Regions from separate parts of the Gossypium hirsutum genome. Here region 1 is linked to region 2. Evidence: chromatin contacts called from public Hi-C data. All regions are on one chromosome and are shown on one strand. Each heading gives the region's core, a stretch centred on a gene start, on an enhancer-like site or on the middle of the called end of the contact. The rest is flanking DNA. Distances are from core to core; before and after follow the strand shown.

Region 1 (5,445 bases), core at 2,240-4,739, 130 kb before region 2:
CACTTCTTCCCCAAGGCTGGTTTCTTTCTCCCAAAATCACCTTCATCAGGCCTTTTTCGTTGTGAATGTGTCACCCACTATAATTGCCAATTATCCTCAACTTTAACCGAGACATACTTTTCAGGTCAGTATCTTTTCAAATAAATAAATTCAATATTTTGCAATTGTGCTTTTCCACTCCTTTAAGTGATTATTGTTAAATTTAAAAATAAAAAATAAAACCATATCATTCAGAGACTAGATAACAAGTTGCAGAAAATTTTGATGTTTGGGCATAATTCCTACGTCTCTATAATGATTTTTTAGGCGTTTATTATATTTATGAAAACATTTATTTCCAGTAATCCAAATAACAAATTTCTCATGCCTGTTTGTTTCTACACAATCTTTTGATTTTCTTTGCTTTCCTGTGAAATGGAAGTGATTTAAGAAAACTGAACTCTCAAAATTTCATCATTTAAATAAAGATTGTACACAAAACAAGTTTGAACTTTAGTTTGAAATCGAACCAAGCATGAGCTTGAAAACTTAGTACTCATTTGAACTCAAGCCAAATTTTGAGCAGTGAATTTTGAATTGAGCTCAAGCTTGAGCTTTCATGAGAGCAAAGAAAATCAAAAGACAAATTCTTATGTGCCAGTCTCCCTTGGGGGAAAAAAAGAAGAAAAAAGCCAAAAAAGAAAGAACAAACCTGAATGTATTCATGATGGGTGATGTTACCTTGCCTCAAAGTAGAGTTGAACCCTGTAAAAATTTTATTTAGGTATATCATTAAATTAGCTGAAAATAAGCTTTAAGCAACAATAGTAGGCTCCTTTTTTTCTGTTCGTATTGCTTCATGGTAAAATTTTCACTCTGACAATCTCCCAAGGATTGCAGTTTAAGAACTTTCAGTTCATACTTGGTGGCACCAGTGTGTGTTTTGCTAAAGTGACTAGCATGACTCCAGTTAAGTGGTTTAATCCCAAATACCTAGCAAGGAAGTTCTGAAAAAAGAGAACGTAATTGCAATGTTTTTTTTATTATAGTAAAACAAGCACGGGAAAGTTGTAAACTACAAAAGATTAAGGAAAAATAAAATTAAAACCAGGGAAAATAAGAATGAAATCTTCTCCAGTTCCCCTATGCGTTTATCAGATGGTTTTAGGGGTTGACTTTTGGATACACTTGTGTACAAGGTATCCTTGGCCTTCAAAAGTAAATGCAAAGAAATGAAGAAAAGAAAGTAGCTCAAGTAGTTGAGTTGAGAATTCTAATGCACTTTAAAAATGGAAACAAAAAAAAATTCTCATCATCCAAGCTTACCTGCATATATGTCTTCACTAATATTGATAACACGAGATGCCTTACTAATCCCTCCTCTAGTTATATGAAAGATCCGATCAAATACATCAGGATGCCCATAATGCATACGAACTCTGCATTTTCCCCACATGAAAATGGACATAAGTAATGAACCGAAAAAGCCCCTTCAAAGAACAACATATTAAGTGCAGATTGAAAAACAAGCTAGAAACCCTATCTTAATGCTTCAGAGGAAAACTCAAGAAATCAACAAAAACTACAGTTCCCAAGCACTAAACTAAGCAATCATACATGAAAAATTGAAAGTAATAATGTAAAGGAGTGTAAAAACACTTTTCCTTGAAAAATAAACACCATGAAGACAGTTCAATATGTGCAAGACATGTTTTCATGACATCAAGGTGGCAATGAGTATACTTCCTGAATTTCAAAAAAAATTAAATGAGCAACACTAGACACTGACAGCTATTCTTTTAAGCTTCCCAGTGTCATACAAGAATTCATCCACTGTCGTAATAAAAAAAAGGATTTTACAATTGCAATCATGTGACAGAACTGTCCAATATAGGCCAGTGGCTGGGAAGAAGACAGTGGAAAAGACATAAAACATTCACACTAAATCCTGGCTAGCAAAGGTGTTTCATTGATCATAGAATACAAAGAAAAGTCCCTTGAGGACTCAAATGCTAGCTTAACAGGACCTGCTGCCGATAAATTCAAGTGTTTTGGGAAATGATACACATGATAACTTTATTCATATAATCAGGAATAGCCTTTTACAGTAGATACACTCACTTGAGAGGATTTGCTAACACACGCTGGCCCAAAGTGACAAAACTAGTCTCCTGATTAGACATGAACCACGCTAGAGATGAAACACTGCATGTATATATCCACATCGTACGTCTTAGGGAGATAAAGAAAGAGATAAATTTATAGGAATGAATATTTCAGTTAAAAGGAAACAAAACCTTCCGGTAAAAACATGCTCTCTAACACCAAGAATAGTTGGAGGTCGAATTCCATGATTTTCTCGAAACTCCTCAAGAAGATTTCTCATTTTCATTGCCTCCTCAAGGTAGTTGTCCTACACAACAAGACAACATGAAAGGCAAGTATTACAAGGCATTATTTATAATCTTTAAATATGTAATTGTATGCATTATGGGCATTATTTATAATCTTCACTACAAATCATACTACATTGCCACAATCTTTAACCTTGCAAAAAAAAAAAAAGGAAAAAGAAAAACCAACATGAAAGGCAAGTATTACAAGGCATCTGTGGAGAAAGTAAAGACAGCACCTAATAAGAAAGACTAGAACACACAGAGAAACATTAAATGAAACTATAACATGGTTATTTGAAATGCTAGACATCCAACAAAAAGCAGAAATGTTAATGATGTGTTAACTCTGTTACAGCCTTCGGAAATTTCTAAAAAGAGCCCCTTAATATGAGCTTTCCATTAGCCCCAATGTTACAAAAACTATTACCCAAAATATTATGAAAGTTGTAATAAGTTATGTAATAAGTAATTCTTGTGTAATTGGGTACTGTTATGTGTAATTGTATAATTACACAACTTTTATAAGTTATAATAATTTGTGTAATTGAGTAACATTTTGTCTAGTTGGAACTGATAGAAAGCTTATTTTAAAAAGCTCATGCTAGAACTTCTCACAGCTTTCCCTTAATAATAACAAGCAGCTTATCTGCACAGATTCCAGGAAACATAAACAAGCATGAAAATAGAACAAGATCTTGAAACCAGTGAGCCATGGAAATCAAAGCTACCATAATATGCAGAAAATAGAACCACATTTGAAGCAACCATAATCAAAGCAGCCATAGAAATATATGATTACAAGCACCACAAATAGAATGAAGATTTTTACATCTTTTTTTTTAAGTAGACCTGTCCATGGGCTGGGCCAGAGTGTGGCCCAAGTCCAAAAAGTAAGCCCAGGGTCATTTTCAGCCCAGCCCGGCCAAAAAGGCCAGTTCACTGTTAAAAAAATAAAATATTAAAAATATTTTTTAGACTAATATTTTAAAATTAAGTTTAATTTTTTTAAATATTATTTAAATTAAATTCGAGCCAGGCTAGGCCAAGACATAAACCTTGTCCAAGCCCAGCCCAAGACAGGCCAGGCCTACCGGGTGGGGCTGCCCAGCCCATGCACAGGTCACAGGTCTAGTCCCAGCACCAGTTTCATGGTAGAATCCAGCATTCCTAGTCAATCACTCATCACAGAGTAGTGAGTACTAACAACAGTGAAGAAACCAAAATAACAGAAAATAAAGTGAGACAAATCCAACAATAATGCATACTAATCAATTAACCAAAGAACTTATCAAGCCAACAGATAAAATATCCAAGTCAGCAGGCCTTGAGTACTCGGCAACAAAAGATCTGGCCCCATTCATTTCTTCTTTTCTTGAAATCTATTATCATATAAAAAATATGTAGAGACGTGGAACTAGACAACTAGTGCTGACAAAACTATATGAACCTCTTTTCTTTTTACTAAAATCACGGTAAAAGCCAAAAGGTTAAGACTGAAAGAAGCATTTACCAGCTTCCTAATTGACACTCAATTACGAATATTAAGTTCAATTTTTTTTTAATGACAAAAACTACAAGGACTCAGAACAATGCACAGAATACTAAATTACCTGATTCATGTCAATAGTTTGAATAGCTTCCCCTCGTGTGAAGATAATAGCATGGTTCTGGTTTTCAGGTTTCCCTTCTCCAAGCTTAGGATCTCCAGGAAGTTTAATTGAATAGACTTCCTGAAAAAAGGAAAAAGGCATAGAAAATTTTAACAACAAATCTCTTCTACAACATTATAGGAGAAAACAGAACCATTAAAAATTGTATATTTAACAAAAAAATTAAATATAAAAAGCTATCCAGCAAGCAAATTTATGGCAATAAAAGGGCAGGAGTCATTAAATCCAAGAAAGTATATCCACCACACACCTAAGAAAGGCACTATAAAGGCCTTGTAAAACAACCTACAGTGACTGGTAGGGTAAAAAAAAAAACATAATCTATACAGAAAAGAAGATAATTATTCAGCTCTGCCACTGAAGCAGTTCAACAATATATATTGTAATCAAAGTTTATTATTCCCACAACATATTATAGTCCAATAATTGCAATGATATATCAAAGTACAACCTAAAAAGTTGAAACAAAGTCAAATTTTAGCATGCGCATATCATATCAAATCTAAGTGACGAAATAGCTCACTGACTTCAAGGCCAAGAATGACAAAGCATAAACGTACTTGCAAAGCGAACACAATGAAGCAAGCTCTCATTCCAACAAATGACTATTTTGAAAACATTAAGAAAAGAACACTGTTGCACTTGCAACTTGTTTACTATCTTTCCACCATCACTTGAAATTTGATTTTGAATAAGGATCTTTATTTTAATTCAACTAATGTGAAAAGAATGAATGGAAATGCACATCAGTAGTAAAGGACATCAAACCATAATAAAGATGTTGCACGTTGGAATGCTCTGCCTACCCCCACCAAAATAAAAATACATATTCAATCTAGTTATTAGCTCACTACTTGTTTTTTTACTTAGAAAAACTCTGTGCAACCATCAACCCATGCCAATAAAAGATTTTTAATAAATACAAGACAAGAAAAATCAATGCTGAACCTGATCTTTTCCATTTATATCAGCTTTGACAAGCTTTGAATAAAATTGCCTTTTCCCGTCTGCTCCAACCTCCTCAGCATGTATGAATGCAACTCGAAGGGCTTCATTCCTAGAAAAAACAAACAAAATACCATTGTCATTAAAGCCATAACATGGTACAATAAATCAAGGATCATACCAATATCATAAAAGCCACAGGGTGCAATTAATCAAAGATCATGAGTAAATTATACAGAAGCAAACAGAATGAAAATAGTAAAGCCTTTATGAAATGATATTATCGTAATGCTAACAACAAGGGATCTGCAACTGTAAGGAATGGCATTAAAGTATCTGAACGACAAGCAAGCCAGACACCTAGCATCCAAGTTTTTGACCAACCAAACATGCTTTACTACTTCGCAACTGAATCTTGCAGCTCAGTGGCCCCCCCAAATCAACTATAAATTAAG
Region 2 (5,400 bases), core at 2,510-5,009:
TGAGGTGAGAATAAAAAATGACTAAGGACATCAGGTTAGAATTGATATATAATAGAAATTTTTAAATTATTTTACTTTTCTAAAATTATTAAAATATGTGAATTTATAAATTCATTTAATAAAATATTAAAATTTATCTTCTAATATTTTATTATAAATATTTTAATAAATTATATAATCAATTTAAATTATTTATTAAATAAAATGATAAAATAGTAAAATAATAAATATTTAATAAAATATTTTATTATAAATATTTTAATCAATTTAAAAATAATAAATAAAAGCATAGGTATTTTTGTCTTTTAAAATTACCTATTGCCCTCAGTGGGTTGACTGGAGCTTTTAGCACCAATCAAAATTTTCATATCCAGTGCAGCACGTTTGTGCACTGCAATTTGTTCCAAACAGCATCCCAACGCATTGTGGTGTGGTGAAATTGATTTTTCAACACAAAATTTTCAACGCATTGTGCACGATATGAATCCAAAGAAAGCCTTAATCAATAATGATCACATGGTTTTTCTTTTTGGAAAATTTCAAATTCAGTAGAATATTATATTTTGCACCCAAAATCTTTAAGAAAATCTTTTAGAAAGAAATGAAATTTATATTTTTTGAAAAATATTTAATTCACTAAAGATTAGAAAATCATTTGAGAACAAAATAAAATTTATATTTCAATCAATGGCACCTTGAAAACTTTTAAAAAATTATTTAGAAATACAAGTAAATTTTTATAAATTTTTTTTGACTAATCTGCAGCATCAAGAGACTTTAGAAAATTATTTAAGAAAAAAAATGAAAATCGTGTACTCTGAAATCAATCATAAAGATCGTGATATATATAGGAAAGTATAAACCGAATAAAATTTAGACTATGGAGAAATCCTTTCTTGAGGGGTATATTGAGTTATTGACCAAAAGCAATTGAAAGAAGATAAATAACATGAAATAAAGTGAAGTGTGTTACGATGATTTTAACGCATCAACGAAATTGAAGAGCAGAAAAAGTCTAAGGTTTGGCCCGAAAGATGGGCAAGCCATCCATTGTTTTTACATTAAGTTGACCAAAATTAACCCTTAAATTCTTTAGGGTTAATACAGTAGTTTGCCCTCAACTTATTCAAAAGTACCTTTAACTCTACTTGTCTTTTCATAAGTGATTACAAGCTTATCTCGTATTTCTTTTGCATCGTCATACAAGGTGACTCTATTATATTTATTTAGACCAATAACACTAAATAGAGCATATATAACTTTTGCATTTAATTGCACCTTCTTGATATCATTATCATCCCATTCACTCTATTTCGTTGGGACAATAACATCTTCGACCCTTTTTATTGGAAGATATGACCCATTTGTAATTATCTTCCAAACTTCATAGTCGTTAGCTTAGATGAATAGCTTTATTTTTGTTCTCCAATATGAGTAGTTGGTGCCATTGAATAAATGAGGCATCATAGTGGAATGCCTTCTCCTAATATGGTGGAATTTTGTTCCAATGCTATGAAGCAAATTTCTTGACTTATAGCTTCTATCTTGGATATCTTGAGGATCTTCTTTCTTGGTGGTAAATCAATCTCTAGGGTTCTAGCTTTGATACCAATTATTGAGATCGAAATACACCAAGAGTGGAGTGAATTGGTGTATTAAAATGTTTTTGAGAAATGAAAAAAATAAATTGGCTCAAGTATTTGTAGTGGTTCGGTCACAATTGCCTACTTCCACTACCTTAACTTTCCTCAACTAAGGATTTTCCAAATCCACTAGATTTGAACCTTCAAGGACAATGTTTAACCTTATAAATTCATATTTTTTCAAAGGTAAGATAGAACCACTTCCCCTTAAGGTTTTGTACCCAAAACCTTAAGTAACACCTCACAAATGAGAGAAAATAATAATGAATAAGATGATACCTCTATAAGGTAGATAATCAACAATTAAGCACTCTCACACAAAGTTATAACACTTGAAAGAATGATAAAAGACTTAACCCACAAGTGTGTACAAGAAATATTTAGTAAAAGATTGAAAATTTGAGTTTTTGGAATATAGGCACCTGTTTCTATATATTAATGAGGAGCCTTGACCTTGTATTTAAGTATTCTAACAACTTTGTGGTCGTTTGTAGCCGTTAGAAACAAAATAGAGTCGTTGTAGACATAAAAATTAGTATTACTGCAGTCTGCAGCTTCGTTGTATCGATAGAAGTGGACTTGTATCAGTAGAACTCCTAGTTCTACTGGTAGAATTCTGTAACCTTTTAAAGGTCTTTTCATCTTGAGTTCTACTGATATTTGTCCACCTAAGTATTGGTAGAAGTTCTTCGAACGTTAAAAACTTATTAAAAATTAAGTTAAATTAAGGCTTTTTAAAAGTTTATTTTATCCAACACTTTAGAAATAATTTTAAGGACTTATAAATAATTTTTACAAATTTAAATAGAGAATTTTTAATATACTTTTTGTTGTATCAAAATGCTTGAAAAACTAGAGCTAAAAAAAATAAAAATATGTTCAATAAGGAAATAACAATTATCAAGACGATTATTAAATAAAAAAATTAAAAAGTTTATAAAAATTCTAAAAGTTATAAAGATTAATGTTTTTACATGTTTAGGTTTATTTTGGTCATAAATTCTCAATATAAAAATATTTTAAAAATTAGAAATAAATAATAAAAATGGTAAAACAAAGATTATAAATAATTATTAAAAATTTAAAAATTTTAGAAAAGGAAAATGATGATAATTAAAAAGTAGCACATAAAAAGTATTAAAATCATAGCCCTAAATCTAACATTTAAAAATTTAATTTGTTGTTTATTAATTATGAGTTTCAGATACAAACCTCCTAGAAGCTAATTTTCTGAAAATATGGTGCCCTCATAAATTTATAACTTGTATGTGGTGTATTTATATTTTGATGAAATTTTAAAAATTTTAATATTTATACTTAAAAAGTTAATAACAATTTACTTTTAATAATGTACGTGACCTAAGTTTATAACACTTTATTTTTAAATATGATTGTATAAATGTATTAATGTCCATTTTTTACAAAAAATAATAAATTTAAATATTTAAATAATAAAAATATTAAGATTAAATTTTAAATTTTATTCGATATATTTTATATTTTTAATAATTATTTATATTTGATTACTTTTAAATATTTTTATAATATTTAAAATTTATATTCAAAATAAATCGAGATAAATAATTGTTTAAATTTAATTTAGACATGTAAAAACAACAAATTTTATGATTTTTCGTATATTATAAATTTTAATATTTTTATAATTATTTACTATTTTTAATAATTCATTTTATAATATTCATTTTTTTAGATTTTTTTTATCTTTAAATATATGCTAGTATGTAAGGGCAACAAGTTGCCCACAGAACATGTCATGTGGGAGCTTCGTAAGCTACATTAATGCTGTTAATAAAAGGGCTAATTAAGTTTTTTTTCATAAATGCTCAATTGGTTATACCTTTTATACTCTTTTGTCTTTTGCCTAATTTTGTTACCATGAGCTCTAAAAACAAAAAAAAAAAAAAAGAGTAAAGTAGAGGTGACCCGAATACAGGTTTTTTTTAACTGGTCATCCCATATAAAAAATTACAAAATAATTATTTAATTATTTAATTTTTTTATCACTAAAAAAATAAAAAATAGCTCGATAAAAATAAATAAAAATAAATAATTGAATAATCAAAATGAAAAAAAAAAAACATTGTTAGTCACCAGTAACATAGTTTATAAAAAAATTGGTTGGGGCTAGGAAGGGACTAAAGAATAATTTCTCCATTTCCATGGGAATTTTTTCTTCATTCCTGTGTATACTATCCCAAACCAGATTTATTTTCCTATTTCTCAGTTCCCAAGCTATCTCAAAAGAGAAGCAGGGCTCCTTTCGCTCCAACTCCGTGTTCACTGCATCGACTCAGCCATGGACACACAAGATGGAACTCAGCAGTCACAGCAACTCATCCTTGCTCACAACGTCTTCCTCCTCAAGCATCCAGACGTCTCTGACATTGAGAAGGTCCGTCTCAGGGATGAGGTCCTCAACTCGGTCCAATCCAATGGTAACTTCCCAGATTCAACTCTTCTCCTTGCGAGTTAATTATTCCGCTTCTAATTTTACACGATATGCGTTGTTTTTTTTTTCGTTGTTGTGGTGGTTTTAGATATGACTTCATATTATGAAACCCTCGTTACTGATGAAGTGTTGGAGCTGGATCAGAGCCTTTTGGAATCGATGCGTGCCAAGAATGAGGAGGAGATTAAGAAGCTTGACGAGAAGTGAGTATTTCTTTTTTCCCCCTTTAATTTTCGTTTCCTGTGTGGTTGCTAGTTAATAAAAAGTTACTTTATCGTAGATTTAGGTTTTCTGGCCTTAATTGTTGATGGGAAGTATATATTTAAGGTTTTTGGTTCACATTGTTGGTTAGGGTTTGTTTAATTCTCAATTGATGAGAATATAATGTGGAACTTTTAGCCTAACGTGTATTGACCGTATCATTTGCTTGGTGATTGGGAACTCGTAGTGGATTGAGTTTTTGGAGAAACAGACAGATTATGAACCAATAAGGGGTTTCATGAATTGAAACTTTAATTGAGTGTTGTGAGTGGTTGAATTTTAAATTTCTTTCTGTCGCTTTGATATCTTTATGCTTTGCAACTTTTCTTGGTCATTTTTTATTAGCAGCTGTTATTATGAGAGTTGCTTTATTATGGTTACTTGTTTGGAGTTGTAACATTTACAAGAGGTATGCCCATGAACTGCTGTTAATCAAATACAGCTGAGCTAGATAGATAATGAGTTGGTAGAATTCATTGTAGTAGCTGAATTATCTCAACTCTCAGGGTCTTTAATAAAAACGAAGTGGGATGAAGTAATAATTGCTAATGTTCCTATTTTTGGTGAATTAAATACACACACCAAAAGCCCCAAGGCAGTACCAACCCAAGAACAATGCTGGTTTTATAAAACAATAGATAGCATTATTTACTTCTAACACTGTATACAAAAAATATTTAGATGGATTTGAATCTGTAGCAATTTTTTTTTCTATCTATACAAGAATGTACACTTCCAAGATAATAACTCCTTGTCAGTTGCCTGACAGTCAATCTCTCTCCACAGCAGTCACAAAATAGTTAGAGGGGTTTGAATTGATAGCATTTTTCTATCTATATAAGGATGTACGACCAGTCAAGATCATAACTCAGTTTCAATTGCTTGAGAGTTTGCATGGTAATATTATTAGGATTTAGAACTAAATGATGTTATCTATTAAAGAGGTAATAATTTTTTGTCAATGATGAATGCTTTAATATAAGAATGATGAAATGACATTAATTTTCTTCTAAAACTCTCGCATCT

The links. Hi-C and Micro-C count contacts between places; a contact is called where the count stands out from the background.
Region 1: a Hi-C map of leaf shows a contact between it and region 2, with 3 times the contacts expected there. The contact joins the enhancer-like site here to the promoter of LOC107943894 in region 2. A contact is called at or near these places in 7 of 34 Hi-C or Micro-C datasets (callus, hypocotyl, leaf and 1 more).

Annotation. Positions count from the first base shown.
Region 1 is chrA03:16,444,560-16,450,004 of Gossypium_hirsutum_v2.1, reverse strand. It overlaps LOC107886163 (callose synthase 10), which reads right to left. Exons shown (of 51, transcript XM_016810012.2): 35 at 4,994-5,102; 36 at 3,986-4,105; 37 at 2,277-2,392; 38 at 2,101-2,184; 39 at 1,306-1,418; 40 at 692-744. Among protein-coding and RNA genes, the nearest start is that of LOC107886163, 21 kb to the right of the region's middle. Within about 2 kb of position 3,489, at least 1 of the 9 cell types and tissues checked has an H3K27ac peak or open chromatin away from gene starts, as enhancers often do. A contact at or near this core is called in leaf, where this site is marked.
Region 2 is chrA03:16,317,722-16,323,121 of Gossypium_hirsutum_v2.1, reverse strand. LOC107943894 (26S proteasome non-ATPase regulatory subunit 6 homolog) reads left to right here and starts at 3,759. Exons shown (of 8, transcript XM_016877704.2): 1 at 3,759-4,099; 2 at 4,202-4,316. The coding sequence starts at 3,961.